Regions from separate parts of the Mus musculus genome. Here regions 1 and 3 are each linked to region 2. The links are chromatin contacts, called in public promoter capture Hi-C maps. All regions are on one chromosome and are shown on one strand. Each heading gives the region's core, a stretch centred on a gene start, on an enhancer-like site or on the middle of the called end of the contact. The rest is flanking DNA. Distances are from core to core; before and after follow the strand shown.

Region 1 (4,419 bases), core at 223-2,722, 570 kb after region 2:
CTCCATCTCCTCTTAACAACTTTGATCCCCTCACTCCGTGGTCAGTCCTGCATCATCCCCAGAACTGGACTAAAGCACCAGCCTCCTTGCCTCTCCATCCAGTCTCCATCTGACATCCCACTAAAGCACAAGGCAGAGAGAGACACACACTCAAAACACAAGAGGTCTCCTCACCACCAGGCCTCCACTCCAGCTGGACCCCATCCATCTATCCCTAGCAACGCCGCTCTCACCTTTCTCTCAGCACTCCTCAAGCAGTGGCCACGTTGGTTGGTTTCCAGTATGTGTGGCCTGGAGGGCATGTTTCCCTGCCCCTTGCAGCTGCTAAAGATATCTCTAAGCCCCTAGCCCTGAGGGCTCAGAGGTCTATATGGCCCACCTTGAGGCCCACCAGGGAACTCCAGGCCCCAGCTCCTAGCTGGCAGCTCCCTCTGGCATTTCCCAGGCCATGACCCCTGGGGAGGGGGCTGCACATATCCCAAGACCCCCAGAGAGCTTGTTTGTGTGACTGTGACTGGGGCTGGGTCTGAGAGACGCTGATGAGAGAGACAAGTGGGAGAGAACATGGAGGTTTGGGGGGGGGGGGGCAGAGCCTGATACAACAGGCACAGATGTGAACAAGCTTATGATCTAAGAAAGGACCTGCAGGGACAGGGAGGTCCCTTGCTAATCCTCAGGTCTTCCCAGGGCTCTGCTTGCTGAAAGCTAGTGTGGCTCTCCAGCACCCTGCGACCAGAGTCCAAGTTTTCTGCTGGTCCAGCCTGCCCCACAGGTCTGAGCACAACTTAGCCTCCCCATTTAAGGCACCGGGCTTTTGCTCACGTTCTACCCTACACTGGCCACTAGTCTTTACCTCTCTACCAACACCATGTCATTTTCTCAATCGAACCTTCCTGTTATGGTTGGTGCTGACTGGCACTGGTGGACCTCAGGCCAGACCCCGTGCCTACCCACTCCCGTGGAGTCCAGGATGACTGGCAATCTGTCCCCATTACTCTCAAAGGGGACTCTGCCCAGGAGGTAGGGCAGGGCAGAGGGCATGGATATGGAAGATTAGAGAGGGCAGTGAGATTAGGAAGTCTTTTATTTATCGGTGTCCCTCCAGCACCCCTGTGGGCATTCCCATGGGCCACTCAAGATGATCTGATGTCTCAACCCTGGGAAGGGCAGAGCAGGAAGCAGGAGGGACTTGGAGGCAGATGGTTAGTGGAAACAATTGGTCTTGGTGAGGCACAGCAGCAGGGGGCTGGAAAAGGTAGGCGGCTACAGGGTCCCTCTGCTGTCCAAGAGCAGGCTCCAGTGTGACCCCCAGCGCAGATGATGCTCAGCTGTCTGTCGTCTGCGGTGACAGTTGAGTGGTTTAATGCAGGAACCACAGGTGAAAGAGGTCTGGGGTTCCAGGCGAGGTCGCAGCTCCACCCCAGTGGTCCCACCCCAGCAGGCAAGGGCGGGGCGGAGGATGCTGCGTCGCGGTTTCATTCTAGACTACAGGGCACACAGCCCAGACTCGGAACTGTCCCAGCTGCATGAGGCGGCGACATGGGCGCCAGGAGACTCCGGGTCCGAAGCCAGAGGAGCCGGGACAGCTCGGTGCCCACCCAGTGCAATCAGACCGAGTGCTTCGACCCTCTGGTGAGAAACTGCGTGTCCTGTGAGCTCTTCCACACGCCGGACACTGGACATAGTAAGCAAAGGCATGGGGATAGGCGCGACCTGCCTGAGGTATCCAGCCTACCAGCGCCGCATGCTCCTCTGCTGACCCTGGAGCCAATGGTCTCCCACATCCCTCACTGTTAGTCTCTCCCTCCCCCCTCCCCATCTCTCTTTCCCTCCTCCTCCCCCTCCCCCTCCCCCGTCCCTCTCCGTCTCCCCCTCCCCCATCCCTTTATCCCCCTCATCCCCACATCCCCTTATCCGCTCTGCCAACAGCAAGCAGCCTGGAGCCTGGGACAGCTCTGCAGCCTCAGGAGGGCTCCGCGCTGAGACCCGACGTGGCGCTGCTCGTCGGTGCCCCCGCACTCCTGGGACTGATACTGGCGCTGACCCTGGTGGGTCTAGTGAGTCTGGTGAGCTGGAGGTGGCGTCAACAGCTCAGGACGGCCTCCCCAGACACTTCAGAAGGAGTCCAGCAAGGTGAGAACTGCCGGGGCTAGGGGAGGTTGGGGGGGGGGTTGGGGGGGTTGGGGGGGGGACGACACAGGACTGAGGGAGACCTGGAGTTGACTCTGATGCTGTCATAAAGCAGGGAGGACAGTACAGCCCAAGCCTTAATCCAAGCAAGAAGACCCAGAGGCCAAAAAGAGATGTTTGGGACGGAGGTGTCTGCCCTGACATTTGGGAGCCCAAGGGCCTGATGCTAGGTTATGCCCTGTGGGCTGACCAGACACCCCTCTCCCTCACCTCATCTTATCAAGTCTCTGAACTCAGCACTTCCTGTGTTGAAGACCTGTCACGTGCTGTTCCCCGTCCTCCTCCTAGGGCCGTCCCAGAGGAGGCTTCTAGAACGGGCGTGGGGGGGGGGGGCTGTGATTCCGTCCTTCCTGCCTTATCTTACCTGCTCCCTCTCCCACCCCAGAGTCCCTGGAAAATGTCTTTGTACCCTCCTCAGAAACCCCTCATGCCTCAGCTCCTACCTGGCCTCCGCTCAAAGAAGATGCAGACAGCGCCCTGCCACGCCACAGCGTCCCGGTGCCCGCCACAGAACTGGGCTCCACCGAGCTGGTGACCACCAAGACAGCTGGCCCAGAGCAATAGCAGCAGTGGAGGCTGGAACCCAGGGATCTCTACTGGGCTTGTGGACTTCACCCAACAGCTTGGGAAAGAACTTGGCCCTTCAGTGACGGAGTCCTTTGCCTGGGGGGCGAACCCGGCAGAACCAGACACTACAGGCCACATGAGATTGCTTTTGTGTTAGCTCTTGACTTGAGAACGTTCCATTTCTGAGATGGTTTTTAAGCCTGTGTGCCTTCAGATGGTTGGATAGACTTGAGGGTTGCATATTTAATCTCTGTAGTGAGTCGGAGACTGGAAACTTAATCTCGTTCTAAAAATTTTGGATTACTGGGCTGGAGGTATGGCTCAGCAGTTCGGTTTGTGTGCTGTTCTAGCCGAGGACTCCAGTTGTTCAGCTTCCCGGAACTCAGATCTGGCAGCTTAAGACCACCTGTCACTCCAGCCCCTGGAACATCCTTGCCTCCAAAGGCACCAGCACTCATTTGCTCTAGAGCACACACACACACACACACACACACACACACACACACACACACATATGCATGCATGCACACTTAAAAATGTCAAAATTAGCGGCTGGAGAAATTCATGGTCAACAGCGCTTACTGTGATTCCAGAGGATGAGAGTTTGATTCCCAGAATGCACTGCGGGTGGCTCATTACTGAGCATAACTTTTGCTTCAGGGGACCTGATGCCTCTGGACTTCATGGGCATCTGTATTCACGTGCACATCCTACACACACACACACACACACACACAGACATACACACACACACACTCTTTTACAAATGATAAAATATAAGATGGGCATGGTGGTACACACCTTTAATCCCAACATTGGGGAAGCAAAGGCAGGCAGGTAACTGAGTTGGAGGCCATCCTGGTCTACATAGCAAGTTCCAGGCTAACCAGAGCTAAATGGTGAGACCAAGTCTCAAAATAATACTCCCCCCCCCAAAAAAAAAACTTTTAAATTTTGATTTTTTTCTTTTATTATTATTTTTTATATTAATTTCATGGTGTTTAGAAGTGGTATACTTAGATGGTGACTAAGAGGAGGTAAAGCCATCAGGACTGAGCCCCTAACATACAAGGAGAAAGCAGAGACAATGAACACGCCCCTCTCCTGCTGTGTGCCAGCTCTGGACCACCAGCCAGAGGGCAATCATCAGATGTGGGCCCTAGAACCTTCAGAGCCGAAAGCTAAATCAATCTCATTTCTTTGTAAAGCTATTTAGCCTTAGGTGTTTTGTTACGGTGATATAAAATGGACTAACACAGGCACTATGAGTAAGAAGCTTTTCTTTGAGCTGGGAAAGGTACTGTTAAACCAAAATTAATCTGAATAAAAAAAGGCTAAGGGGAAGACACTTACTCTGTGCCTGGGTGCTGTGTTTCTTTAACTCCTGCTGGGGGCGCTGTTCTGCTTTGAAGATGACTCAAGTGGCAGCAACAGCTGATGGTCTGGCTGTGGTATCTGGTACAAGCTTCTCTGTAATTTTATATTTCACCATATTGGGGACCGGACCCGCACTAAACGGCACTCTACAGTGAGCGTTGCCCTAACTGTAAGATCAGTTTTTAGAATAAGCAGGGACTAGGGGAGAGGCCTCGGTAGGGTAGTGATGAGTCTCGGTTGTCTGTAACCCAGGAAGAACCATGGATTTCTTTGACCCAGTCTGCT
Region 2 (4,231 bases), core at 1,210-3,709:
GCATCCTCCCTTTGCTGCCTCCCTAGCACTGGAATTGTGGGAGTGTTTGGAGTATCTAGATGCTAGGAGATGACCTCATGTCCTCAGCAAGTGCCATACTGTGAGAGTCACTGCCCAGCCCTAACATACTTACTTTTTTTTTTAATGCTAGTTTATGTGTAATACTGCTTGTCATTCTATTGTCTTTAAATTTTTATTCATTGTTATTTCGTATAGCATATTCATTGTTAGATTAGGAAAGAACAAGTGTTTGTGTGTGTGTGTGGACTTTTTGCCTTTGCTGAAATTGTTTGATGTTCTCAGATAGTATTGTGAAACCTTTCCTGTTTTCCTTCGTGCACAATTATATCATCTATGATCAAAGATCATGCTCTTTCTTCCTACCTGGGATCTACTGTCTCAGGTGAGACATGCTCACACGTCTATACTCAGAACCAAGAGCCTCCACTGTGCCAACTGTCATGTTTCACTTGAGTTCAGATTTTCATGAGGCTGATGACCCTGCCCCACTCACAAGTAAACAGTGCCACAGGGGAACCTGATTCAGTGATTGCCAGGCATTGCCCTGCACCCCAACCCCTTGGACTATGTTCTTTGTGACTAAAAGTCACAGGCCCTTATCTAGGTCTCAGAACAGTTTTGCCGACTGCAAATACTTTTTCAGTGTGGGAGGTGGAAATGGAGGTTGGTCAGTGTCATGATCCTGCTCAGCAGTCCCCTTTGTGTGCACTTTAGGAATAAAGAAAATATCCAGGATATTCTCAATATTTTACATTTCTTTACATGCATCATCTCAAGCATTGTTTCTGTGGTTTGAGATTTCATAGGTAACAGCCTATGCTAATGGACCACAGTCCTGCTGTGCCTCACACCATGAGGGGTACAGTAAGCATCCGGGAATGAAAGGGTAACCAACACTAGCCAACCTCTGGCCAAGCTTTGCCCCAACTAAGCTTTCCAAAGGTGACACTCAAGAGTCACAGTCATCCCAGAAGAAACCTACCTGCCTCAGCTTCTCAGTAACTGCGTCTCAGTTGCCTCCCATCTCCCACCCATGACCTGTGTTGGCTCCTGACTTACCGTACCATAACTCAGCTGGGCAGGGCCAAAAGGAATAGGCAGGAACATGCATCGAGACGGGTGTGGGTGTGGGTGTGGGGAGGGACCCTTTACCCCACCCAGCCCACAGACCTCTGGCACAAGGTCTGCTTTACCTATATCCATGTAGAAGACTGTCAGGGGAACAACTGACCCACCAAGAAACCAAGGGTGAAAAAGAGACAGAGGCCACCATGTGATAAGTACTTGGTCCAACCTACAGGCCTCTGGGACTCTCAACAACTGTTGACAGTTTCTCAGCTTTCTCAGATCTGACCTAAGATGCTTCCAGGTTCTGAGTCTGGCCTCTCCAATCAACCCAGTAAGTAACCTCAAAGCTGAACACAAGACTCCAGGAGCTGCAGCCCCCTTCTTCCCACTGCCTCTCATCACAAAAACCAGACAGTGGCACTTGCTGTCATAGCCGGGTGCTGTGTCTTGCAGTACCTGCAAGTTACTTGTGTCCTAACAATAATGTGCTCCTTGAGCCTCCAGGATGGTCTTACCCCCCATCCCCCCATGTTTGGCAGTATTCACAAATATCTCAAAAACACCGCCCATGTAACACGAGGAAGACATCTCTCCATCCCTCTTAAGATGATTGTTAGCACAGGGCTTGACCTAACAAAAAGCCAAGAGTGAATAAAATTAGATAGTGGTCCCCATGTGACAACTACATGGACATCTAGCTGGCCTCCCCAGAATTCTATTGACAGTTGGTGACAGCCTTTCAGCTTTCTCGGGTGAGAGCTAAGAAGTCCCCAGGTTTTGAATTTGGCCTTCCTTGAGAGTTGAATGACCTCCTACCTGTGCTCAAGGCTCCACAGGCTGGAGCCTCCTTCCTTACACTGCCTCTCCCTCACCCTCATCTGCTAGCCACATAAGCCACTTCAGTGGCCATTGCTGCATAGTGATAGTGCCCACTGATAGTGTCAGTCAGACCTCATATCCTACTAGCCAAGTGTTCCCTGAAGCCTCCAAAAGGCCTTGTTCCATTCTGAGACAATGTCTTCGGTCCCCTCGGATCTCTGGTCATGTGGCAAATTAGTCTATGACCGTTGCACCCTGAGGCAGGGTCCATGGCTACGTGCCCGCTGTGCTTACAGTGTCCAACCCAATATAACCACTATGCAATTCTCTGTGGAGCTATCAGTGCCACTCCCCTGGATAAGCACCACAGGAAAGAAGAAAGGGCAGGAACCTCTGATGTTGACTTTCCCTTGATTTTTCTGACACCCCCTTCCCCCATATAGGCTCTGTTTGAACATTAATTAACACAGCTACTTGGCTCAAGGCAGAGAACAAAGTGCAGCCTTCCCCTCCTCCCTCTTTATAAGGGACCAGGTTCCCAGTCCATCATAAGAGGATCTTTCCTGATTCTAAGTTTCTGGAACGAGTATTCCTTCAAAAGCCTGGAAGCAGTAGGGCAGCCATGGGGCTGCTGGTTGGAGATGACTTATGGGCTGTGGTCATATTCACAGCCATCTTCCTGCTTCTGGTGGACCTGGTGCACCGGCGCCAGCGCTGGACTGCCTGCTACCCACCAGGCCCTGTGCCATTCCCTGGGCTGGGAAACCTGCTGCAGGTGGACTTCGAGAACATACCATACAGCTTTTACAAGGTGAGAGAGGTGGTGGTGGAGGACAGAAGAAGTCAGAGTGACCCAGGCAGCACGTGGAGGTGTTGAAGCCACTGGAAAGACAGGAAGATGGCCCCCAAGAGAAAAAAAGAGTTGTTGGGAAAACAAAGTGGAGTGTGTGTGTGTGTGTGTGTGTGTGTGTGTGTGTGTGTGTAATAGTCTCTTCCTGTTGTGTGGTCTCAGGCCTCGCTGCCTATCTTAGGAACCTGAATTTTTTCTTGTATGGTGGAGTATGAAGGGACCCAAGGATCTTGTTCAGGCTGAGTCACAGCTGAATGATAATATTTGCTGTGAGGTCTTTGTTAAATTGAGAAGATATGGTTGCCAAGCAACAAGGTGCCCCAACCATAGGCTAGGGATGTAGGCCTGTGATAGAGCATTTGCCCAGCATATGTCAGGAACAAGGTTCAATAAGTTCTATATATGTGTATGTACAGACACAGACACAGACACAGACACAGACACAGACACAGACACAGACACAGACACAGACACAGACACACACACACACACACACACACACACACACACACACACACAGAGAGAGAGAGAGAGAGAGAGAGAGAGAGAGAGAGAGAGAGAGAGAGAGAAGCAGAGACTTGTATGAAGAGTATTGATCTTCCACTCTGCTGGAAACCTCTACTTCCTATGTGCTCTGTCCTATTTCAGCTTCAAAACCGCTATGGCAATGTGTTCAGCCTACAGATGGCCTGGAAGCCCGTGGTTGTGGTCAACGGACTGAAGGCAGTGCGGGAACTGCTGGTGACCTATGGAGAGGACACTTCTGACCGCCCCCTAATGCCCATCTATAATCACATAGGCTATGGGCACAAATCAAAAGGCAAAGCTCTATAGTGGGGGCAAGGCAGGGAGAGTAGGGCTTGAGAGGGGTGAGCAGAAGATAGACAGACCTAATGGAGATGATGTGGTCCGGCAAGGCAAGGGAAAAACACTGGGGTGGAGGGTGGAGCCTAAGGAATGCAAGGTGCCAATATGTGCTAGAAAAGTGCTGGGCACTGACTGCTAAGACTGACCACAGAGAAATGTTGGGAACAGAAGAGACCACATAGCTAGGTGCCCTCAGTTACACACAGATATGTCTGCAGGTGTGATCCTTGCACCTTACGGGCCCGAGTGGCGAGAGCAGCGGCGATTTTCTGTGTCTACCCTGCGTGACTTCGGCCTGGGCAAGAAATCACTGGAGCAGTGGGTGACAGAGGAGGCTGGCCACCTCTGCGATGCTTTCACCAAGGAGGCCGGTGGGTGATGTTAGAGATGGAGAGTGTGAGCAGGGACTGAAGAGCACTATCATGACTTGCTTGCATCTCCAATCCTAGAACATCCCTTCAATCCCAGCCCCCTCCTAAGTAAAGCTGTGAGCAACGTGATCGCCTCCCTCATTTATGCTCGTCGATTTGAGTATGAAGACCCTTTCTTCAACAGGATGCTCAAAACATTGAAGGAAAGCTTAGGAGAAGACACTGGCTTCGTCGG
Region 3 (4,629 bases), core at 282-2,781, 560 kb before region 2:
GGAAAAGGCCCAGCTCTGGGTTGATGAATACACAGCCTGAGGCATCTACCAGGCCTGAGATGGCAAACATGGCACTGGCGGGCCTTGCCTTTCCTCTTTTTTTCTCCTTGCTAAGAACCGTTAGATTACATTCCTAAAGCTAGCCACCAAGGTTTGTTACGCTATTTGTCCACTTCCTGAGGCTAACATACTAAGGTCCAGCTATCAAAATCCACCCCCTACCTTGGTTCACCTAATTAGCATGCCCCATAAAATAAACTTATCCTAAAGGGGTTTCTTCTTTTACCTTTATGAACTGCCATTTGCCAATACGCCAAGGCTGTCTCTTCTCTATCCAGAAGCAGTCCTTTGTCCCTCTGGAGCAAATAACCCGTCCCCCTCTCCCTCCTTTTCACTTCTTCCTCTTGCTCTATCTCCTGTCTTTGTCTCTTATTCCCTGCCCTTTTGTCACTCTGCTGAGAACTTTGTGTGTCTTGTGCCAGTTCCTGTCCTTGTACAGCCTATATGAGGTCCCAACTTGACACCAAGACCGTTTTCAGAACATCCCTGAAGCTGCAGTGCTGCTCTGGTCAACATATTTCATCTCCAACTCCTTCATACAGGTGAATGCTAGGAAGTGCCTACAGCAGCCCTGCTGGGAAGCAACCAGTTGAACTGGGACAGAAGCTGGGGCTTAGCACTTGATACCAAAACCTGTTTTTCTTCTATTATGCTCTACCTAAGGTCATGTTTGCCAGCTGCTCCACCCTGACCGCTGTAAAAGAGGCACCTGCTCCCAAGCTCAAACCTTCCAGCTACTAATATTATCCAAGGTTTAACTGGAGCCCCAAGCACTAAACACAGACTTGTTTCTGGTCTTTCTAGACTTCTCAGTTCTGACCCTGATAGAACTTGTTGCCTACAGGCAAGCACTCTCTCTCCGTGAACAGAACAGACTTTATAATTACAAGATTATCAAGCCAGTATGGCTTGGTGCAGACCTGTAATCTGAGCAGCAAGACGCTAAAACAGGAATATCTCCAGTTCAAGTCCAGCCTTGGACTACACAGTGTGCTCTAGGCCAGCCTGGGTTTCCCAGATGGGAGAGAGAAAAATGGGACAGCAGTTTCCTGTAGGTTATCACTCAGGGCTTGACTTTAGCTGAGAAAGAGTACAAACACACACTACTACTATGCAGGATCCATGAGGATGAGACCTGCTGGCTCTCCCATCCTGAGGGATAGGTGTGAGACTGGCCACGGGCCGGCAACGGTATGCTGGTGAGTCCGGTGGGTAAGCCCGATGCTCCCTGCGCAAAGCCTGGGGTTCCTATCCCACACTGCAGGACCCTAACTAACGCTGAGATCTGGGGAAGGTTTGCGGAGGGGTGGGAGTTGTCCGAGCGTCCGCGCATGCGCCTGCCGCGCCCGACTTCGAAATTGGAACCCGGAGAAACCAGTGGCGCCGAGGGACCTCACCGAGTGAAGGAGAACGGCGCGTGCGCCCGCTTGTGGGCGGAGCCTGGGCGCGGCAGGGGCGGGGCTTGTCGTCACGCGCAGCCCCGCCCCTCGGTCTCCGGGAGGCGGCAACCGCTACTCCTTGTCTCTTCCCGGTTGTCGGGGACTGCTTCACCTCAGTTCTCAGTGACTATGGGGGACCCCAGCAAGCAGGACATCCTGGCCATCTTCAAGCGCCTGCGCTCGGTGCCCACTAACAAGGTAACGGCCGCAGGCGGGCTTGGGACCCCGCGGCCCGCCGGACCCCGGTGTGGCCGCGGCCGTGGGAGGAGCCGCCCGGCCTGTGACACGTCGCACTGTGGGCCTGGCAGCCGCCGCTCCCCAACCTTCGTCAGCAAGGGGAGGAAAAGGGGGCGCCCACCAGGGGCTTAGCGCCTGGGGCACAGGGACATGGGCATCCGGAGGATGTCCAGGACTAAAAGGCAGAGAGCCTGGGGTCACAGGACTGGGGCATGGACATCTGGGATGTCTAGCATCCTAGGGCAGAGCGTCTGGGGTCACAGGGGGGGCTGGGACATGGACAGTTGGGGTGTCCGCCACCAGAGGCCAGAACACCTGGGGATAGACAGAAGACTGGGGCATGGACATCTGGAACAGGAGACCAGTGCATTTCATGGCAGAGAGAGGACTGGGGTATGGACCTCTAGGAGTGTCCAGGTTACCCAGACGCCAGACTACCTGGGGGCTTAGAGAGAAGGCTAGTTCATAGCATCTAGGGGTGTCTAGGGGTCTGGAGAACAGAGCACCTTGACCCAGAAGCACAGACATGGTAGGGTGGAGGAAACAGATGTTGGAAGTGTGTAGCTGGGCTCTGAGAAGGCTGGTGAGGCAGAGTTCACTCCTTCTGGCCTCTGTGAACAAAGGTAAAAATCCCAGCCACCTAGACCCAGGGGTCAGAACTCTAAGTGGTGCTAAGTTCTGGGAAAGAAGGGCTTCTCCCCCCACCATGGACCTTGTCTTGAGTGTTCTTCAGGGCTGGGGACCTGTTGGATTTTTGTCACCATTGTCCTTCGGTGGCAGCCTGTTTCCCAGTCCAGTAGAGCTAAGGTTCTCTTCCCTGGTTGCCAGCTCTCTGGGTTCCTGAGGAAGCTCACTAAAACTCACGTTCATCCCTCTGTAGGTTGAGGTCTGTCCCTACAATTTTTTTCTTCCCCTTATGTGACCCCCCCCACACACACACACACACAGACCCCACCCCCAACCACTGGGCCTCATAACTTTTAGCATGTGGCTGGCAGTGTTGTTTTGATACACAGGGTTAAGGTGTCTACTTCCTTAGGATGACGGAGTAGGGTGGAACCCGAGGAGTGCAAAGGGCTGTCGTGTCACTGTGGACTCTCCCCACCCCTCTCCAAGTTCCATCTGGTTGCCACCTTCACCTCTGAGGAACCATCTGTTAATGGGCACAGCCGTGATTACAGAGTCCTGCATGGCTGGCATAGAAAGTTCCAACATGTCACAAAATTCAGGCTTTTTTTTTTTTTAATGTCTTGATGGTGGAAGGGAGCCCTAGGTTTTTATAGCCTTATGATGAAGGAAATGGTTAAATGGGGGTGATAATGTCAGGTGGGTATAAGGAAGAAGAGCTGGCTTCCAGCCACTGCATTGTCCAGTGTCTGTCACTTGCTGGTTTCTTGTTTTTTGTTTATTTTTTTCAGATTTAGATTGATCTGTGTGTAGCAAGGACTTGCTTCTTACCACACAAGGTTGGATCTCCAGCTGGCAGGCTGGGAAAGTGCGTATGCTGCCACTTTCTCTGAGTTGCACGCCAGTGTGTATTCCCTTCGAATGTATCAAAAAGGCCACTGCTAAATAACAAAACAAAAAAGCAAGAAGCAACAACAAAAAAAAGGAAGACACTCCTTTTACATCAGAAGTCCCTGTCATCAATACCAGCAGACACTTTTAAGGAGCCCACGTGGGCTTGCTTGTGTATTAAAATGTTAGTTGAGTACAGTAGCACATGGTGCGACCCCAGCACTTGGGAGGTGAAAGCAAGAAGAACAAGAGTTCAAGGGCAGCCTCCGCTACAGAGCAAGTTCTAAGCCAGCCTTAGACTACATTAGACTACTTCTCCAAAAAAAAAAAAAAAAAAAGTAAAATTATTGTCCAGCTGGCCATGAGAGTACATACCTAGAGTCCCAGCCCTTGGGAAACTGAGGCGGTTGGATTTCCAATAGTTAAAGGCCAGCTTGAGGTACGTAGTGGTTTTTTGATTAGTATGTGTTACAAAGCAACACAAAATGCCTCAAAATGTAAACACCCAGACACACACGAAAGCCTGGTCAGACACTAAACCACATGAATGCAGCCCTCCCCCTTTTTTCATTTTATTCTGAAGAGCACACCTATAGAAACTTTATGTTCTATAATATGATATTTTTTAAATTATTGATTTTAAATATATGAGTCCTCTGTCTCTGTCTTCAGACACATCAGAAGAGAACATTAGACCCCATTACAGATGGTTGTGAGCCACCATGTGGTTGCTGGGATTTGAACTCAGGACCTCTGGAAGAGCAGTCAGTGCTCTTAACCACCGAGTCATCTCTCCTGTGATATGATTTCTAAAGCAAGATTCCAAAGTAGCTTCTGGTCATGTCTCATGGCACTGGCTTTCCTTTATGGTTGTGGCTTGAAGCCATTGCTGACTGGATGGATTTGACGTGAAAAGTGATGAAACTAGTTTCTGGTTTTGTGAGATGGGGTTTCTCTGTGTATCCCTAGATGTCCTGGAATCCACTCTGTAGACCAGGCTAGCCTCAAACTCACAGAGATTTGCCTGCTGCTGCCTCTGCTTCCGCAGTGATGGGATTAAAGCTGTGCCCCACCACGCCCTGCTGGTGAAAACTAGTTCTAATGACTAGAAGGACTGGGCAACAATAAGCTCCATCATTCTAGTGTAGTGCTGGGGTTTGAACCTAGGACCTGTGTACTCTAAACAGGCACTTTGCCATTGAGCAATACCTTCAGTTCGTTCTTCCTTCCTTTTTTCGTTTTTTCTTTTCTTTCTTTTCTTTTCCTTTCTCTTCTTTTCCTTTCTCTTCTCTTCTCTTCTCTTCTTTTCTTTTCTTTTCTTTTCCTTTCTTTTCTTTTTGAGACAGGTTTTGCCTATGTAGCCCAGGCCAGCTTT

Evidence for each region. Promoter capture Hi-C pulls out the DNA fragments that hold promoters and counts their contacts. Capture Hi-C pulls out chosen DNA fragments and counts their contacts.
Region 1: a promoter capture Hi-C map of liver shows a contact between it and region 2, with 2.5 times the contacts expected there. The contact joins the promoter of Tnfrsf13c here to the promoter of Cyp2d26 in region 2. A contact is called at or near these places in 2 of 39 promoter capture datasets (both in liver).
Region 3: a contact with region 2 is called in a promoter capture Hi-C map of adipose tissue, with 2.6 times the contacts expected there. The contact joins the promoter of Arfgap3 here to the promoter of Cyp2d26 in region 2. A contact is called at or near these places in 3 of 39 promoter capture datasets (liver, maxillary cranial neural crest and neural stem cells), 1 of 115 datasets of contacts at active chromatin or transcription factors (intestinal villus epithelium) and 2 of 9 other capture datasets (adipose tissue and embryonic stem cells).

Annotation. Positions count from the first base shown.
Region 1 is chr15:82,221,433-82,225,851 of GRCm38.p6, reverse strand. Tnfrsf13c (tumor necrosis factor receptor superfamily, member 13c) reads left to right here and starts at 1,472. Exons shown (of 3, transcript NM_028075.3): 1 at 1,472-1,684; 2 at 1,930-2,133; 3 at 2,576-4,110. The coding sequence starts at 1,540. The coding sequence ends at 2,754.
Region 2 is chr15:82,792,473-82,796,703 of GRCm38.p6, reverse strand. Cyp2d26 (cytochrome P450, family 2, subfamily d, polypeptide 26) reads left to right here and starts at 2,459. Exons shown (of 9, transcript NM_029562.2): 1 at 2,459-2,719; 2 at 3,407-3,578; 3 at 3,844-3,996; 4 at 4,075-4,231. The coding sequence starts at 2,531.
Region 3 is chr15:83,347,149-83,351,777 of GRCm38.p6, reverse strand. Arfgap3 (ADP-ribosylation factor GTPase activating protein 3) reads left to right here and starts at 1,531. Exons shown (of 16, transcript NM_001357756.1): 1 at 1,531-1,697. The coding sequence starts at 1,629.